Regions from separate parts of the Danio rerio genome. Here region 1 is linked to region 2. A link is a contact called in public HiChIP or PLAC-seq data. All regions are on one chromosome and are shown on one strand. Each heading gives the region's core, a stretch centred on a gene start, on an enhancer-like site or on the middle of the called end of the contact. The rest is flanking DNA. Distances are from core to core; before and after follow the strand shown. Region 1 overlaps esama (endothelial cell adhesion molecule a). Region 2 holds the start of si:ch211-80m8.2.

The links. HiChIP or PLAC-seq counts read pairs in DNA pulled down with a chosen protein or histone mark.
Region 1: a contact with region 2 is called in an H3K4me3 HiChIP or PLAC-seq map of embryo, with 5 times the contacts expected there. The contact joins the enhancer-like site here to the promoter of si:ch211-80m8.2 in region 2. A contact is called at or near these places in 5 of 18 Hi-C or Micro-C datasets (caudal fin, embryo, hematopoietic stem cells and 1 more) and 2 of 4 datasets of contacts at active chromatin or transcription factors (embryo and gastrula embryo).

Annotation. Positions count from the first base shown.
Region 1 is chr10:36,717,907-36,722,272 of GRCz12tu, reverse strand. It overlaps esama (endothelial cell adhesion molecule a), which reads right to left. Exons shown (of 7, transcript NM_001115066.2): 4 at 4,176-4,331; 5 at 3,506-3,628; 6 at 707-836; 7 at 1-629. The coding sequence ends at 176. Among named protein-coding and RNA genes, the nearest start is that of fez1, 59 kb to the left of the region's middle. Within about 2 kb of position 2,857, at least 9 of the 62 cell types and tissues checked have an H3K27ac peak or open chromatin away from gene starts, as enhancers often do.
Region 2 is chr10:36,618,090-36,622,402 of GRCz12tu, reverse strand. si:ch211-80m8.2 reads right to left here and starts at 2,087. Exons shown (of 4, transcript XM_001339696.6): 1 at 1,632-2,087. The coding sequence starts at 2,072.

The DNA.
Region 1 (4,366 bases), core at 1,608-4,107, 99 kb before region 2:
ACATATATTTGTTGACATTTTTTATATTAAGAAAAAGAAAACTACATCAACCTGTTTCCATACTGAGGCAATAAGCTTATCAATTCCAGTCCGTTTTTTCAATTGACTTCAGTTTGTGTGATATTAGACTCTTTTTTTCTTCTTCTTCGGATCTTCCAGCAGAAGTGATTTAGTCCTACACCAGAGAGCCGGCTTGGTTTTGTGCTGGCACCATAATGGGCACCCCTCCCATGCGGGAGATATTGGCAGCAGTTACGGTGGTGGGAAGGACAGGCGGACGGGGAATCTGAGGCTGGGCAGGGGCTGTCCGGGGCATGGAGGTGTGCTGGGAGCCTCCATTGTTACTAGGGGGTCCAAATGGCCCACGGGTCGGGGCTGGGTTGGTGTTGTATCCTGGCAATGAGCGCTCCAGGGTGGCATCGACTGGAGGTTGCGAACGGTATCCGGCTGTGCTGCCTGTGGCTGTAATAATGGACGCGGTGTCAGAGTGAGGGTAATGATGGTGGTTGTGGGCATCTCGTGGGTAAGAGCTGGTGTGAATGGAGGACAGGGTGCCGTTTTTAGAGATGATGTCAGAGCCTGTTCCACTCTTGGCCCACGAGACGCGTTTGGGAGCCTGAGCATCCTCCCTGTAACACATAAAAACACTTAGTGCCCACATAAATCATAAATAATTGATTCAGTCAATTAATGATAATCGTCATACTTGATGTCATTGGCCAGATCCTCCTCGGTGTCTTTCCGTCTCGTCCACATGAAGATGAGGAAGATAACGATCAGGATGAGAGCCACTATACAGCCGAATGTAACGCCAGCGATCATTCCGGCATTTGTCGCTGTGCAAAAGGAACAGACAAAGTTAGTGTTTACCACATTTCTTTTTTTAAATCTTAAAATTAATCTCAATCTTTTCATCTTAATTAAAACCCCAAATGTGTTGCAGAAAAAAGACAGACTTTGATATAGACTTTATAAAGTGTGACCTGCAGGTAGTAGTTTTTTAATCATGACTAGGTAGATAAAGGATATACCTATATATATATATATTCATTCATTAATTTTCTTTTCGGCTTAGTCCCTTTATTAATCTGGAGTCGCGACAGCGGAATGAACCGGCAACTTTTTCAGCACATGTTTTACGCAGCGGATGCCCTTCCAACCCATCACTGGGAAACATCCACACACACTCATTCACACACATACACTATGGTAGATTTAGCCTACCCAATTCCCCTGTACCACATGTCTTTGGACTTGTGGGAAAAACCAGATCACTCGGAGGAAACCCACGCGAACACAGGGAGAACATGCAAACACCACATAGAAATGCCAACTGACCATATGGGGTATTTATTTCTTTTTTGTGTGTGTGTGATCAACGTTTTATTGACTTTAGAATAACAAAATAAAAGACATTCAAACAAACAAACAAACAAACAAACAAACAAACAAACAAACAAACAAACAAACAAACAAACAAACAAACAAACAAACAAACAGGGGAGGGGGAGCAACAGACATATCAACAATTTTCAATCTGAAAGAAGAGAGAAAAAAAAAAACTTTACATGGTCATTCCTTTATATTGTCCAAAATGCTGGAAGAAAATCATTGCCATGGATGAATGGTACTAGGTCTAGCATTATTAATTTGTGCTATTGTAGCTTCACAAGTCACTATTTTAAGGGGGCTATGAATCCAAAATGTTTTTGCACATGTGCGGAGAAAACCAATTTTGTATTATTGCCTTCTTTGCAGCTGTAAAACCAGCAAACAACATTCTCTTCTTTAGTGTACTTGTACAGAAATTAGTATCATCATTGAGAAGACATAAACCTGAATTAGACACATAATCAACTTGTAGTAAAAAAAGGACAAAACAGAAATTACATGAGACCAAAGGTCGACAACAATTGGACATTCCCAAAACATATGAAGAAAATTACCTGAGGATACAGTGTTACAGATATGACAGCTGTAGTGAGACTGCAGTTTCATTTTAAATCTCTTATAAGGAGCTATGTATGCTCTATGTATAACTTTGAAATGGACATGGTATTTATTTCTCATTTATTTCTCAACACCTATTGTGTGTGGTTCCTTGAACAGATTAAAAGTGTTCAAAACAGGCATCAGTTCTTTTACAGCATTGATTTCTGGATTATCAATGTGAATATTAAAATCTTCAGCAATACTAAAATAGTCCAATTCAGAGGTTACAATTGATACCAGCTCTGTAAAATCATCAAAAAAAGTTGGAGAATATTTTGGAGGTCTGTAGAAAATGATCAGTAAAATGCGGGGAGCACCCTTCAGTGCTATACTCAGATATTCAAAGGACAAATAGTCACCAAATGACACTTGTTTATACTCATAGACATCTTTAAACAGGGCAGCGATGCCTCCACCTCTCCTATTAGCTCTGCAAACACTCAAAAATCAAAGTTTAAAGGAGCCGTTTCATTCAGGACCGCTGCGCTACAACTGTCATCTAGCCAAGTTTCATTTAAAAGCATAAAATCAAGGCAATTTGTGCTGATAAAATCATTGACTAAAAGTGACTTTTTGATGAGTGATCTGATGTTTAAAAGTGCTAACTTAACAGTTTTAGCTGTTTTCCCTACAGTAGTCTTAGATTTACATTTAATCGACACCAGATTTGAAAGATTTGCTATACGGCCTGAAGAACTCTTCAGTTTTTTGTCACGTAATACAACACATATCTGCGAAGAAAGCTACAGGCACACTGGGTTCCTGCTTGTTCTGTAAACATTTGATAAAGATAGGCTACTGTTATGTAAGCAGGCCCCTGACGCACACCACTGAGAGTTGTTTTGTTCACCAGCTGAGGATGGAGCGTTGTTTGGGCCCTGGCTGTGTGGCAAAAGTCTGAGGGCTCTTCCGGGTGGGCTGAGAGGTGGTTGTGGAGCAGGCCGCTTTAGAGTGTAGCAATAGAGTGTGAAAGTTTAGCTCCAGCAGATACTCGTCCCTCCATCTTTAACATGTTTTTAACACAAAACATTGATCTGAGCTGTAATAATTTTTAGCTCCTTAGTTAAGCAAAGCTGACAGAAACAAAAAAGCGGCCTACACTAACCTACATGCTTATTTTTCAGGCACAAGATGGCGACAAACCACCAAGAACAACAGCATGAACGATGAGCAACACTAACCTACATGGTTATTTTACAGTCACCAGATGGCGACAAACAGCCAAGTACAACAGTGTGAAAGATAAGCATATAAATATAATAAAGATAATTCGAAGTACCTGGATGAGCCTATATTTTTATTAGTTCATGGAATAACTGACCAATCAGAATCAAGTAAGGATCTTTTGCTAGCATATTGTTAGTGTGGCTACAATTTTTTAACAGGTTGCTAGTATGTTTAACAAATCGCTAACATGTTTAAAATTGTTTTTAGCATGTTTCTAACCTGTTTAGAAAGTTGTTAGCATGACAGAGTTTTGACAGAAGTGTAATGATAAAAAAACAGTACATACATGTGATGACCTCCAGGTTGATGTAGCAGGTCTCCTCTCCTGCAGAGTTGGTTGAAGTGCACACATATTTCCCTGACATGTTACTGCTTAGGTTGTTCAGTTTTAAAGTTCCTGCCGTTTCATCTGCAATAACACCAAAGCGTGAAGTTAAAGTCAAACTTACACGCTAATACAAATAACAACGCATTTTTTTAATATTAAACAGAGATCAGAGGGTAACAGTAGCTGATAATTCCACTGATGACTCTAAAATTACATAATGGTCGACAAATATATGGTTTTAAAGTTTAATCTCGGCTCAAACTGTTTCCCCGTCATGCTTAAAGGATTAGTTAGTCGAGGCAAAGATGAAAATCCTAAAATCATTTACTCACATTCATGCCGTTCAAAACACACATCACTTTATTCACTTTTGTTTTAAGCAGGAATTTATTATTTTGTTTTTGTTTTTTTCAATTGAAATTTTCAGAAAGGACTTGTTTTAAGACATCATAAATTGGCCAGTGCTGTATTCCAAATCTGAAGTCACATGGCTAATATAATGTTTTAGTGTGTTTTTCATATATAACTGTATGATATAAAAATCCCCATGCATTACAACATTACAATAAGGTGAGTGCATTTTAATTTGGGTGAAAAATTAAGTAGACATAAAAGTAGACAGACTCACTCAATGCAGGAGAGAAGAAGACCTCTGATGTGGGGCTGGTTTTGATCCACTTGTATTTGGGGGCCGGTTTACCCTCATTGGAGTTACAGGAAAGAGTAATGTTTGCTTTAAGGACAGGCTTTTCTTTAACCTTACACACCGGTATAGAAGGAGGTACTGAAAGAGACAGAATGGGTCATATTGTATGCATG
Region 2 (4,313 bases), core at 838-3,337:
CCGTCTATTGTCTTGTCCCACCCACCTTGTTATCTTGTTTGTAATTATTATTTTCACCTGTCCGCCTGTCTGTTTATTGGTTTGTCTTTCCTATTTATTCTCCTAGTGTGCTCTGTTCTGTGCTGGTCCGTTGTTGATTGTTTCCTTCCCTGTTGTACGTAATTTGCTGTTTCTGTTCAACAACAGTGGTTAAGTTGTGTGTCTGCCAAGTTCCTGATTCTTGAAGTCTAGTTGAGTGTATAACCATGTCGGGTTTTTCCCCACATGGGGAGATTTGAGTTTTGTTTTTGTTTTATTTTTTCAATAAATTCTTCATTCCCCGCATTTGGGTCCTCGCCTCCTCTTCATCACCCCCACACCCTGACACCATTGGGATGATTCTTCAGTCGGAGTGCATCTCCATAAAATATAATAAACAATCTATAACATTTTTGGGGTCCCCCGACATATTTTCATTGTTATCTGTGCTACTTGCAGTGCATTTCTGTATTTGCATGTGCTGTATTTTCATGCACGTGTTTAGTCAGAGATTGACTAATCAATGTTTACTATTTGCACCTCCATAAAATCTAATAAACAATCTAAAAACTTTTTGGGGTCCCCCGACACATTTTCGGTGCAGTCTGATCTATTTGCAGTGCATTTCTGTATTTGTATGTGTTGTATTTGCATGCATAACAACCTATAAATACAATAAAAAAAAAAAAGATACAAAGTGTCTTATTGTTTCCTGTAACAATATTCAAGTACAGTATTTGAATGATTAAAATAAGAAAAAGAAATTAATTCAATAAAATTAATCGTAGTTAAGGTCACAAATGGTACAATTTCTTATACCTGAATGCTTTTAAAATCATTATACATTTACAGGCACTAAAACACATGCAAATTATAATTTACAATACAAACTCAACATTGCGTATGCCTCTGATGTGGCTATTGCGAATGATCACATTGCGATATCAATGCTAAAATGATATATTGTGCAGTCCTAACTAAGAATGAGCAATACTTACAGCATTAATTAAACCAAGTTCAACATTTAATAATGCATTATTAATATCCAAAGTAATGCTTGTCACCATTAGTTAAGTTAACATGAACTAACAATGAACAACTGTATTTTCATTAACTATTAAAGATGAATAAATGCTATTATAAATGCATTGTTCAATGTCAGTAAACACAATAACTAATACAACCTTATACTGTAAAATGTATGTTAATGTATGTGATATGAAACAATTAGACACACTAATATGAAAATAAGCAATAATAGTAATAAATAATAACGTATAATAATAAGTATTGCTTATATAACTCGCTCATGTACAGTGTTACACTGTAAAGCATGAGTGATTAAAATGTATAGCAGTTTGGACATTGAAGCTTTAATATGTCATTTCAATATGTTATGTCTAAAATTCTCTCTCCCAATCACTGTCTTGTGTTTAGCTTTTGCTATCTTCACCAAACCTCTGGGGGTCAACACGATTTTTGATTTTGACAGCTCCACCAAAGCTCTGTGCAATAAAATGCAACTGCCAAACAGACATGACAACAAGTCTCCGAGCACATGTGAGTGACAGCCATGTGCGTCGATGTGTTATTTGGTGTCTGTGTTGATTTACCTTCATCCTCTCTCGACACTGGGACGGGGTTCTCTCGTAGCCGAGCTCTGACAGCGCTCTGGACACCCGCTCGTACATCGCTGGCCCCGGAGCCTTGCCAGAAAACACCGTCCCGGCCACCTCCAGCTGCTGCATCCGCGCCTCCGCCAGCCGCTCGTTGCCCCACACGGCGATCAGCGCGTTGGTTTCGGACGGGGTCCAGGACATGCCCCGGCAGGCGGTGAAGCTGTTGGAGGCAGAGGCCGATCCGCTTCGGCCTGCGCCCCCGGACAGCGAAACCCCGACGTTCAGAGGAGAGAATCTGTTAGGGGTGGAGGGGTTGGAATGGTATTGGTTACTGTCACTGAGATCCTCGGATTCCGGGGAAGGTACCTCGGTTTTGGGAATCTTCAGCGGCACCGATGGATCAGGAGAACGCTCAGCGTTACTGGGGGCCGCCATCTTGCTTCTGTTGCTAAGGGGAGGGGGCAGAGAGAGGAAGCGTGCGCGTGCACTCACTACAGACACGACTGACGGCTTCTTATGACAGTTTGCTATTTTTGAACTCTCTCCAAGATTAATATCGCGTAGAAATGATATAAATACGCAATATTAGTACAGCAATTTTCTAAAAGTGATATGGCTACAAACACAGAATCACTTTCTATTCTAAATTCTCTAATAATAAACAGAATAATCAAGTATATAAATCTTCTATAATTCATATTCTGTTTTTTGTTACTTTCTTATGTATTTTCTATTTTATTTTTATAACAGAAGATTACTGTCGAAATCTATTTTCTATCCTTTATGTTATATTTAGAAATATCATCACATATTTGAAAAAAAAAATAAATGTAAATGTTCTGAGTTAAAATATATAATATTGCACTTGCAAAATTATTACAGGCCAGGTAGAGAAGTTTACAGAGAAGTGAAAGTGGTGTGGACTGGGAGTGAAAGCCGATTTGGTTTGGCTTGCTTTTTTAAGTAAATGTTTTGGAAAAGAATAATTGCTGTGCGAATTTACACCCTGTTTAAAATAAAATAAAATAAAATAAAATAAAATAAAATAAAATAAAATATCGCGCTCTTGGAAAGCCAGGAATGGATCTTGCGTCGCCGTACTCACAGAATGCTTTGAGGACATGGACATCTGTTGGTCCGTTCCACTTCTATAAATAATTCATGACAGGTTTTTAAAGATCATTTCTTTCGATTTGTGTTAAAGTAACATATTTTTGACAGCATGGACTCGGTTATTTCGCTTAATACCACACCTCAAGAAGTTGTTAATATGTTGTTTCAAGACATTTGACAGGTATTTGTATCTTTCTTATTACCCTCATTCCAAGTTGCTTCCAAAATCTCAGTTTTGTAATTGAGGCGTGTGTTGTGGAGATATTAACCAAAGAGAGAGAGAGAGAGAGAGAGAGAGAGAGAGAGAGAGAGAGAGAGAGAGAGAGAGAGAGAGAGAGAGAGATTACGTGTGTGTCACCCAAGTCTGTGCATCTCTTAACAGTTTAGCAGCGTTTCTACTGTTAGCCAAAATTCAAACACAGCTTGTGCCTACACTGCTGTTCCCTAACAGGGTGTCCGCAGGGTCTTAAAAAGTCCTAAACTGTCTTAAATTTCAAAAACGACAAAAAATGTTTGGCCTTAAGGCTTAAATTCACAGAAATATTGTGTTGTATGCCTTAAATCATTTTAAACAGCTCTTAATTGTCTCTGTCCATGTAAAGCTACCCAATCAGGCCGACATCCATCCAATCACCAACAATTCATCTAAATAGAATCATGGAAAGAAAAATAAAAGTTACACAGTTCCTCATGATAACAACAGAGCAAAATATCCCTTTACGTTATCTTCCATTCGTACAAAATATATTTATAGAAGTAAGGACGAGTAGAGTTTCCCGTGATTGGGTTGCAGCTGGAAGGAAATCCGCTTTGTTAAACATGCTGGATAAGTTGGCGGTTCATTCCACTGTGGCGACCCCTTATTAATAAAGGGTCTGAGCTGAAAAAGAAAATGATTGAATGAATGAAGAGCGAGTAGACATAATATTTATAAATAGACATAAAAATTAAGGTTTTAACAGAAACACTTTAGGTTGAATAGAGGTTACTCAAATTTGGACCAAAAACCAACAAATACTTTTTTATGTAATTGTCTCCACAATAAATATAGTTTTAAGAATGTTAAACTTGTAATTTTTCTTTCAAAAAAAAAAGAAAAAGTAAATATGTAGAAAAAAGTTTTTTGACACATTAAAGCAGGGGTGTCAAACTCAATTCCTGGAGGGCCGAAGCTCTGCACAGTTTAGTTCCAACCCTGCTCCAACACACTTACCTGTAGGTTTCAAACAAGCCTGAAGGACTCAATTAGTTTGATCAGGTGTGTTTAATTAGGGTTGGAACTAAACTGTGCAGAGCTGCAGCCCTTTTGGAACGGAGTTTGACACCTGTGCATTAAAGTATGCTGCTAAGAAATAATTACATTTGATTTATTTATTTTTTTTGTGGCAAGCAGAAAATAAATAAACAAAATTCCACTGTGCCAACCGGGCCATTACAAACAATCATTAGTGTATAGATCTGTATAAGTCTAAAATTTCATTTTCAATAGTCTTAAAAGGGTCTTAAATTTGACTTAATGAAACCTGCAGAAACCCTGTAATAAATAGTGTTTTTAGGTTAAAT